2 separate regions of the Mus musculus genome follow, and region 1 is linked to region 2. A link is a contact called in public HiChIP or PLAC-seq data. All regions are on one chromosome and are shown on one strand. Each heading gives the region's core, a stretch centred on a gene start, on an enhancer-like site or on the middle of the called end of the contact. The rest is flanking DNA. Distances are from core to core; before and after follow the strand shown.

The links. HiChIP or PLAC-seq counts read pairs in DNA pulled down with a chosen protein or histone mark.
Region 1: a FOXA1 HiChIP or PLAC-seq map of pancreatic cancer cells shows a contact between it and region 2. The contact joins the promoter of Ly96 here to the enhancer-like site in region 2. A contact is called at or near these places in 1 of 39 promoter capture datasets (hippocampal neurons), 2 of 115 datasets of contacts at active chromatin or transcription factors (bone marrow-derived dendritic cells and pancreatic cancer cells) and 1 of 9 other capture datasets (liver).

The regions. Positions count from the first base shown.
Region 1 is chr1:16,687,146-16,692,448 of GRCm38.p6, forward strand. Ly96 (lymphocyte antigen 96) reads left to right here and starts at 1,311. Exons shown (of 5, transcript NM_016923.2): 1 at 1,311-1,474; 2 at 4,539-4,628. The coding sequence starts at 1,363.
Region 2 is chr1:16,226,437-16,232,032 of GRCm38.p6, forward strand. Stau2 (staufen double-stranded RNA binding protein 2) reads right to left here. Exons shown (of 14, transcript NM_025303.3): 13 at 4,567-4,655; 14 at 2,374-3,430. The coding sequence ends at 3,337. Among named protein-coding and RNA genes, the nearest start is that of Gm7568, 24 kb to the right of the region's middle. Within about 2 kb of position 2,040, at least 179 of the 459 cell types and tissues checked have an H3K27ac peak or open chromatin away from gene starts, as enhancers often do. A contact at or near this core is called in hippocampal neurons, liver and pancreatic cancer cells, where this site is marked.

The DNA of each region.
Region 1 (5,303 bases), core at 61-2,560, 460 kb after region 2:
TGGGTATGTGCTCAATATGGTAAACCATCCTATAAGGAAGAATCTATTTACCATATTATGCTAATGCATATTTGGGTGTGTATATAATTATACATTATATAATTATTATTTGGGTCCATTATGGAAATGGGCATATATAGTAGGAAAAATATTAAATGACATAATCTATTGATCAAAATAAAGAACCATCAAAACTATGCCCCTTGATTCAAGTGCCTCCTTCCTTTAGGCTTGATGAAAAGAGGCCCCTCACAGTCACCCAGTGGCCGGGAGTATCCTCAGGTGACCCATTGCTCTCACAGTATGCTCTGATCTTTCTATTGTTTTGCTTTAAATACAATTGCCTTGCTACCTTAACAGTTCTTAGTGAGCAGTTGAGTGTCACCACTAGAACCGGATTGTAGGCCACAGCTGTAAGCCTTCTTGGCTGCTAACCCTAAAGTAAGAGTCTGTAAAAGCCGTGCAGCTGAAGGAAGCACACTTTTCTAAAGTAGTCTTTGAATGAAATACACGCCAGAACAAAACAGCTTTTTCTTTCTTTTTTTTTTTTTTTTTTTAATTACTGGAACTCACACTTTTACCTCAAGATGCTACTCTGTGGAAGAGCTCTAGAGTCCAGCACCAACCCCACCCCCAACTCAACACTATTGCCTCAAGTTCAACCTTCCTTTTGAGTGCATTCTCAAAACTGGTGAGGTCCCAGCTGGGAATTGCTACTGACCCCGTGTAGGGGTCATCTTGCCTGTCTGTTTTGTGGCTGAACCTGTTTGTACTTGAGTAGAAATTGAGAGGGGGTAGGGGAGAGAAATCAGCTTAGATAGCTAGATGCAGCTTTCTAGGTCAGGAGAAACCGTTGTATGAGGAGGAGTGTGTGGGAGGGAGTGGCCAGCACACAGAAAAGTAGTATACCGGTGGACTTTCTTTCTTGAGACAGGATCTCACCTTATAGCTCTGGCTGTCCTGGAACTCACTATCTGGAGAAGGCTAACCTGGAACTCACAGAGATCCGCCTGTCAAGTACTGGGTGTGTGTACTACGGCTAGTGGACTTCCTTTTAAGTAAGGGTTTCCTGTAAGGCAGCTAATTGTCTCCCTGAAAATGTGCTGTTTTAAAGTGCTGGATACTTTAGTTTACACTGAGTATTAAGAAACAGTATATTCTAAGTCATTTTTTTCTTCTCTTGCCTTACAGGAAGTGCTCAGATATGAAAACAAATGCACAGTCACACATGCAAATAAAAAGAGGAAGCAGTTGGATGGGAGCTTCCAAATCACATGACTGCTGACTAAGTTAAATCTGTCCTCCTTACTGTCGAGTCCGATGGTCTTCCTGGCGAGTTTAAAGTATCGGAGATATTAAATCATGTTGCCATTTATTCTCTTTTCGACGCTGCTTTCTCCCATATTGACTGAATCTGAGAAGCAACAGTGGTTCTGCAACTCCTCCGATGCAATTATTTCCTACAGTTATTGTGGTAAGTGGCCCGGCAACAAAGAGCTGCGGCGCCAACTATTTCGAGAGAAAGTTTCCACTGAACCTGAAGCTGGAGGGCTGGCAGGAACGCTGCTCCAGCAGTGAGCCCGCTGCGGTGTGGGGTGGGGGTGGAGCAATGCCGACCACTTCCGGGTGCGGATCATCCTTTCCCTCTCCCAACCCCCCCCCCCCCCCCCGCGTTTCCCCAGGACCTCTGAATTGCTTTTTACCTCTGTTGCTGTCTTGTGGTTAAGCTCTCTCCACTCGGAGCTCGGTTTCAGGTTCTTCTTAGTTCTAGTTTGCTTCTGAGTACCAGCCCCGACACAAACTGGTTCCTCTTGAGGAGGCTAACCCACAGTGCTTCCTGGTGGGGTTGTAGCTCCAGCCTGTGGTCCTAGAGTGCTCTTGGAAGCATCCTTCTTCCTCCCCAACTGTGTGACCTTGAGCAAAATACTTAGACATTCTCAGCCTCACTTTTTTTTTAATTTGCAAAATGAAAGTTATTTTAGAATTCACTGTATGAGTCACTTGACAAATAATGATTTTATTTGATTTCGAATAGTGATTTTTAGATTTATGCAGTAATTATTACTCTATTGAAATCTGTTTTGAGACAGGGTCTTTCTATATAGCTGTAACTACCTGGAATTCACTATATAGGACAGGCTGGGTTGGAAATCATAGAGATCTGCCTGCCTCTACCTCCTGGAATTAAAGGCATACGTTGCCACGCCCAGCTTATTTTATTATTTTTTTCAAAGTATCACTATATAACATTGGCTGGCCGGGAACTCATAGAGATTGATACATATGCCTCTGCCTTTTGAGTTATTTGCTTATTTTTTTGAGACAGTGCCTTATTCTGTAGTACAGGCTGCCTAGAACTGACTATATAGCTTATGCTAGCCTCAAACTCATGCTCCCCGTTGCCTCGACCTCTCCAGTGCTAGAGTTGCAGATATTTTTCAGCTGAGCTAAACTCTGGTGCCATTGGATCATAGTTAACGCTATGGCCACATTACAACTTGTCATTAACAAATGCCTGGGACCAGAAAACCTAGTACAGGGCTTGAGAGCTGTTTCAATCTGTTTCCTCTTTCTGCTGCTCGCTCCGTTAGTTGTCCATTTTCTGCCCCTTCTAGGAATGTCTTCGTGGCTGGAAGGTGGTGCCTTCCAAAATGACAGTTCTAGGAAAAGCAAGATCATAGCCTAGTTGTCTGAAAGTGGAGCAGGGAATTTATAAATGTACTTTGAGAACTCCTGCATTGCAAATTGGTTATTTTGGGGGACTGGCTTGTCCCCAAACACTCTGACTGGGACTAATAACTAATCATCTCTGGGGCATTAGGAAGGTCCTCAGTCTGCTAACCTCTGTTTTCCTCTTCTTTTGGGCCCCCTGCTTTGTCAATTTATTTATTTACTTACTTATTATATATATGTGTGTGTGTGTGTGTGTGTGTGTGTGTGTGTGTGTGTGTGTGTGTTTTCCTGGATGTATATATGTGTATATGCTGATGCCCTCAGAAGCCAGAAGAAGGCATCAGATTTTCTGGGACTGCAATTATAGTCTCTTTTGAGCTGCCTGATGTGGCTGGTAAGAGTTGAATCTGGGTCCTCTGCCAGTGCTCTTAACCATGGAGCCCCCTACTACATGGTGACTCTTCATATGCTTAATTAGTAAAATATAATAAATATTATTCTGCTTTACTCCTTTTAAAAAAGAATTATTTATTTTATGTATATAAGGACGCTATAGTAGCCATGGCTGCTGGGAACTGAACTCTGGACTTCTAGAAAAGCAGTCAGTGCTTTTAACTGCTGAGCCATCTCTCCAACCCCTCAGCTTTATTCTTTTAGTAACAATTTAACTGTCTTTGTTAAGGACTAGGTAAAATGTTCAGGCCTAGGTAACTGTTACCTGTCTAGCCTGCCATGCTGTGCCGTTACTAATATTATAAGGAAACTTTCTTACATGCTGTTATTGCTGTTAGTAGGATGTTCTGTGCTTTGGTGTTCTTAGAAAGGAATCACAATAGAAGTTAGTTAGAACTGTTTTGTATAATTAGCCACAATAAACTTGGAACAGAACCAACTACCCAGCAGCACTTCCTAAACAGGGGTATAAGCTTTTCTAGTATTTGCCTTTACAAGGTACCCTGGGATAGATTTCAGCATGAGAGACACCTGCACCTATTTCCATTTTGAGTAAGTTTCAGATAAAGTTTAATTTCCCAAGACCTCCCTGGGAACCGACATCCTACTTGGCAGAAGGAGACATGTATGTGGGTAGCTGACATCCTGGTTGGGAAGTTAAGACATAAATGTTAGATAAGGCAAGTCCCTGCCACAGAATACCCCCAACAAAGAGGAGCAGGGTAAGTATGCAACAAAGACATGTTCCTAAGGAAATTTCCTGAATCCTGATTGGTGGAACAACTTGGCACAGATGTCTGTAGATCTCAGGCTTAAGAAACCCTATAGGATCTTGACCAGATGTTGCTGTCAGCTCCCAAGTCTGACCTGTGGTCCTGATTGATCAGTCCTGAGTTGTATGCTCAATTATGCTCAATAAACTATCTCTGTCTGACTGAGATCGGTGTTCATGTGGTTTGTGAGGCAACTCCTGGAGCCCAACATTTGTCTTTGTTTGGTTGGTTATTTTTTGAGATAGAGTTTCTCTATGTAGCCCTGGCTGTCCTGGAATTTGGTATGTAGACCAGGCTTGCCTCTCAGAGACCTGTCTACCTCTGCCTCCTGAGTGCTGGGACTAAAGACATGGGATACCACACCTGGAATATATTTGGCTTCCTCTGTCTTTTGATGAGCTTTTCAGAGGTAGAATCTGACCCTTAGCTCAGTAACACCAATAAATCCTGAGAACCGGAGAATCCCCCGACACCAGGTCAGAAGAAAGCAGCAACCCCATGATCCTGCATGTGACCATAACAGAGTGGACCAGTCCTTATACAAGTTTAATAAAAAAGCATCTTTTTGTGCTGATGTTCAGAATGCTATACTTATTGAAAGTTTTTTTTATATACTTGTATTTTCTTCATTCCTTTTAGATCACTTGAAATTCCCTATTTCAATTAGTTCTGAACCCTGCATAAGACTGAGGGGAACCAATGGATTTGTGCATGTTGAGTTCATTCCAAGTAAGTACAAACTTTCACTCTTGTAGTCGGCTACAAAGGACTCTAGAGATTCAGAATAATTCGATTCCACATATGTTTGTTATCTATTGCTATATTATAAGTTACCACACTCTTAGATATATGCTTAGCATAGCACATATCTATTGTGAGATGGCAGTCTGGGCATGGTTTACCCATGTCATTCAGGGCCCCTTATAAAGATATGATCAAGATTGTGACCATGTTGTAGAAGTTGCTGCTTCTCAGTGCACGTGGTGGTCGACAGTATTCAGTTTCTGGATTCTGGCTGTTGGATACATGGGCCTTATTACTTTAGCTGCTTGCTTCATCAAAGCTGGCAAAGGGTAATGATGAAAGGCTTGGACAAGGAAGTGGTACTGTCATTTTTTTAAAAAAAATTTATTTATTTAATGTATGTGAGTACACTGTTGCTGTCTTCATACACACACCAGAAGAGAGTATCTGATCCCATTACAGATGGTTGTGAGCCACCATGTGGTTGCTGGAAGTTGAGTTTAGGACCTCTGAAAGAGCAGTCAGTGCCACTGAGCCATCTCTCCAGCCAGGTACTGTCTTTTTTTTCTGTATTCTACAACTCATCATATAGAGGGTTTTACAAGGATATAGGCTAGAAATGGGAATGACTTGAGCCTGCTAATAATGGGTGGTCTTTGT
Region 2 (5,596 bases), core at 790-3,289:
TGAGGCAGATGTTTCCATTATTCTTCCAGTCAACATTTTCCAAGTGCTTGATATATTAAATATCCAACTTTCTACACTGAGTACTTACTGGATTAAATATTGTTTCAGGCAGAAGACAATGTCCATTGAAGGTTAAAGAGTGTTCACTCTAGTAAATGTGCATGGGGGAGAAATGGAAGACATTTATGTGAAATAAGGTGCATGTCTAGAGATATAGGTGTGGTGGCATAAGCCTATAATTCTGCATGAACAAGGCTCAAGGAAGAGGCTCATGAGCTCAGGGCCAACCTAGAAAATAAAGATACAGAGCAAGCTCTGGGCAGTTATTGTCCTCACTCACATCATCAGGATTTACACACCAGTACATAGGTCTGGACACATTCCCAAAGCCACCAAGGCATTCTGGGAGACTCTGGATAATAAGCTAAGCTTCCCACCCCCACACCCCTCTGTGTGTGATGTGTCCATGTGGGTATTTGCACATGGAGGCCAGAGGTTGCTGTGCCATCTCCAATTGCTTCCTGCTTTATTTGTTTGAGACAAAGTCTCTCACAGAACCTGGGAACTCAGTAATTTAGCTAGACTGTCCTGCTGAGAGTTTTCTTCTGCCTGTCTCTGCCTCCTGTGTGTGTGTGTGTGTGTGTGTGTGTGTGTGTGTGTGTGTGTATGTGTGAGTGTGTGTTTGTCAGAAGCATGCCACTCCACCCAACTTTTCCATGGGTGCTGGTGATCAGAACTTAGATCTTCACTAGGCCCAAAGTTAAAATGTTCAGATATCTCACTTTCACTCTATGGTGTACAACATTGGTTGAAACTTCGGGGAGGGGGGTGTAGAAAGGATCATAACTGAGAATATGTTCTGGGGAGAAGGATGCCAGACAGTTTCTTAGAAGGGTCACCCCAGAAAAGGGGAGGAACTTCTGTCATGGCCTGATGGGTGGTGTCTCACCACTGATCTTTGGCAAGTAGTAGTGGAAAAGATAGTCAGAGTTCCAGAATGCACTATTATATTTCCAATTAAAATGTGAAAACAAACCTTTTTCATGAAGCACATTGGCCTCAGCCCTAGGAAGTGACTACAAAGGTCTGTGATGATTGAGACAAGCTGAAAGCAGACACTGTAATTGATAGAGAAGATAAGTCAATCTGTGTCCTTTAAAGAATAATGAGTTCCATTTTTCATCAAAAAGATCTCCTTGTGCTGAAGAAACATCCTTTCAATAAATCTGCTTAATGGTTTCCCCTCTAATGATATATAACGTTGGGCTGTGCGGAGCCGCTGCAGAGGGCCTTGCCAGGGATGTAGGCCACCCATCATTTGCATTGGTAATTCAACAGGAAAAAAAAGAGGAAAAAAAAAAAAAAAAAGACAGAGCAAGCAGAAGCTGCACAGAAGCATCCCTGCTCCAGGAACTACACCAGTGCCTTTCTGGGCAGGTCTAGAAGTAGAGGTGCAGGATATTGGATGAGGGACCAATATTTATGCAAATGTCCAGTCTCCAGACATCTCTGCTGCTCTGGGGGTTTTGAAATGATTCAGCTGGCCAGACAGCCCTGGTTAAATGCTTCGGATACCTGAGTGGTGAGAACTGAGGACTTTTGTGTCCCTTGAGCTTGCCACCTTCCCACAGACCTGCCCAGCTCACTGTTGTTGTAGAAGATTGCGGTGTTTACTGTGCATGACTTCAGAGGCCCTGAAGGAAGTGGGCTTTCACCTCACCCAGGTGCTGAAGCCTCAGGCGGCCAAGTCCTTGCTGATCAAGGGCCCACATCCTGCCAAGGGAATGAGTTAGGAGCCCCTGTGTCCTTGATTACACAGCAGGACTGTGCCCAAACACCCCTGAGAACCCCAACTCTACAAATGTGTTGTTCTTTTCACTGGGACCCAGCCTTATGTAACCAAGCTTACTTCCTCCAAGGGCACCAAGCCCTCCCAATACCGCCGGACTTCCCCACATGGGAGTCATTAACCCCGGAGTTATTTCCTTATGGCGCTGTTTGTTTATTCTCCAGTCGCGCGTGTGAGTCAGCCAGATCGAGATGTGTAGTGGTTTTGCTTGTGAAATCTTACATAATTCTATTCCTATTGTCAGGTTGGGCCGAGTAGTTAGACCTTACAGTATTTTCTCATTTCGCAATGTTTGCAAATCAATAAGGAGAAAGCCTGAACAATGAGGTGACAAGCTGGCCAGACCAGGCCCTCCTTAGGCCCCAGTCGCCCAGGAGGCCACCTGCAGTTTCATAGATACAGTCACTTTTAATTCCATGACTGGGTAGGACAGTGAGGCTGGGTGGTGACCTTCCCCACAGATTTCACAACGCTGACATTTTAAAAGGCGGGAGGAAGGGACTGAAGGAACAACTCATACAGAAACGGAACAAATCTTTACTGCATTTGCCCCACACTGGATTCCAACATGCTGGTCCAGAGCGTGATTGGCTAGAAGCTTCTCCAACAGGCATTCCATTCCCCACCATGTACAGTATTTATTTTGATCCTACTCACTGTTCCGAGTCCAGAGGCAGTTACTAGAGACACTCGATGTGAACAGTGAGTGGCTACAACACACAGATGGGGGTGGGCACAATTTCCACGACAGCGTAGACTCCTGGAGCGATGGGCAGAGGCAAGACGCCCCCTCGATGGCTGATGGCATCCTATAGAACAAAACCCATAACTGCTCGGTTTTGTTTCATTTTGTCTTTTTAAAAGTTCCGAAATATATGGAAACTACTTGTTCCTAGTATTATTTATATTTAAATCAGTTATCAGACCTGATTTAAAACAGTTGTTTGCATACATCTTTGTGCTATGCACCTTAAAATAATTTGGTTGTATGTGCAAGATGAAGGTCACAAATATCTGCATAAAAAGAGAAACTGAGACTATATGAGGACAAGCATCACATTCCACAGCACATCAGTGGTTAATTTCTGAATTGTCAAGCATTGTTTCAAACAAGAGAGAGTAGAACAACACACTTGCCACGACAAAGCAATTGCAAGGACAGAACCAAGCCATTTTAAAACTGTAGCCTTGTTTCTAACACTTTTCATTAATTGTTATTTTTAAGCTCCAGTAGTAGGATCAGATTTCTGCTGCCTCTGGGCAAGTGAGTTATGATCTGATCTCAAGTTCCAAGGGAAATGCTCAAAGTTTTATTTTCCCCCAGTTGAATAAACAGTACCAAGTACATTATCTCCTGTGTTAGAATAGTGTTGTCTTCACATAAGACTCATAATGCTATTAGTCATTCGTTTCCTAGAACACAGACACCCTCGTGCGTGCTGACAGGTTTATACGGACGCAGTGGCAGCCGTGGGTTCTGGGAGCTGCTAGATGGCCGACTTTGATTTCTTGCAGTCCTGAGAGATGGAGGCCGGCTTCGCCTGGTTATTGTCTGCTTTCTCCCGCAGATGCTTGGCTTGTCTGAAAGATTAATACATTAACAAGAGCTGAGGTCTGGGCTGTGCATCTTCAGACATGTTTATTAGCAGACGGCACACAGGATTCAAAGGTCACCACAAAAGTGACATTTTAAAGTGAAACAACAATATTTATGCTCAGATAGTCTGCTGATGAGATCATGTGGAAATGGTTTTGATTAAATTAGCTTATAAATGGTTGCCAATCTATAGACAACCTAAAATGCCATGCCTGTTTACCAAACGCTTCTCATGCTCTTCTTACCTTTTAATATAAATGACCAAATGTGTTTTGTTTTGCCCTTTTTTTTTGGTATGTTCATTTAACTGCAGAATCAACACATCTGCTTTTTCCTTCTCAGGCTCTATGTTTTAATTTTAATTCTGATGGTATCTTCTATGTGTGCTCTGAGATTACACCAGCCATTATTATTGCTTTGAAAACATTAGACTCTATACTGTAAATATAACTGGCTTTCTACTTTGCTAGTATGCATTAGGTCTCTAAGGAAGCCTGAAACTCAGTCCCTTTCTTAGCAACTTATGGTCAACTCTCCCAAAACCCTGGGAGTGAGCGTTCAGGAGTAATGATTACATTTGCATTGTTGCAGAGTCCCTAGCACTCCTGTTTCTGAGGCAGAATGTGCTAATGTCCCCCCCCCCCCCCACACACACAAAAAAAAAAAACAATGTAGAAAAGAAGAAGAAGAAGAAGAAGAAGAAGAAGAAGAAGAAGAAGAAGAAGAAGAAGAAGAAGAAGAAGAAGAAGAAGAAGAAGGAGACTGCTTCCAAGCCCACTCCGCACTCCCAGTTGCACTGTAAAATGTGAGTGCAATTTTTTTTTCTCAAAAACTGAGTTGGTGAGAGAATGCTTGGCAGTGTGCAGTGAGGACAGTCCCCTGTCAGCTCTGAGCTGTCTACAGTCCACAAGACTGTCCCTCAATGGCCAACTCACAGCTTAGAACATCCATTCTAGAAAAGTTGATTATGACTGTATATATGCTTTTCATTCATCTGTATGTAACTGAGGTATGAAGAATTTTGGAAAATTTAGATGTTACTCTCTGGGTTTTTTGTTTTTGTTTTTTAAACTATACACTTATCATGTCTCATGTTTTGTATAGATACAAAAGTACTCACTTTTCAAGAGAACCCTTTTCAACATTCACTGCCCCATCAATTGATTCCAGTCCTTGTTCAGAAAACTGTTTCAAGGCACTTAAGGCTGCCTAAAAGGGAAAACAAATGGGGAAGCATTCACTGATTTTTTACAAAATGAACAAGTGACTGTAAAAGAAATCCAGGCTACACAGACTATCATTTTCTATGCTCTTAAGGCATATGTGTGCTGCCTGCGTATGCATGATAGTGTGTGTGTTCCATTACTCTGAGCTCTGGCTCCTGTACCCAGATCCTCTGTCGGGGATGGGGAAAAGACTCAACAGTGTGCCCTCCCTTCTCCTTACTCATAACTTTGCATGATCATGAAGTTCCATCTGCAAACACGAAACTTAAAGTGCTCCTTCGCTGATAACTTTGCCTAGTTGCTCCTCACATGGTTGAAACTCTGACATTCTCTTCCCTGAAATGCAAGGACATTGGATTTCCAATTTCAGTTCTCTTTTCAAAATGTGGCTCCAACCGAAGCACTGAATGGGGAGCAGGAATTACGCACAGACTACAGGGTACCCTGAGTGGAGAGGGAAAGTCAGACTCCCAGCTCCTGTGGGCTCTGGGAAAGCAGTCCTGGCCTAGCAGTTTCCGAAGGTGTGGAGAGGCCGGCACAAGCGGCACAAGCGTGGGATGCTGTAGGTGTTGACAGGCTGGTGGAGCCTGGCTGGATAGCTGGGAGGCACCAAAAATGCAACGCTGATAAGATCTACATAACTTGTTGACACTCTTGTGCATGTTCCAAATTGTTAATTCTTTGAGTAAGAATTTGGTTCCTCTTTCCCTCCCTCATGACAAGGGTTTTGTTGAGTCTCTGACAGGTGTCAGCAGTCCTGGATATCTGAACCTTGGCGAGGCCTGCTGCTTCACACTTGAGGCATCTGGGTTTTCTCAGCTGCCTTTGAAAAAGGAGCTTGCTCATGTGGTTTCCCAAATAGCTGACTAGGCACATGAGTTCTTTGAAATTTCTTTATGTAGAAATTATCTGGGATGGGTTAAT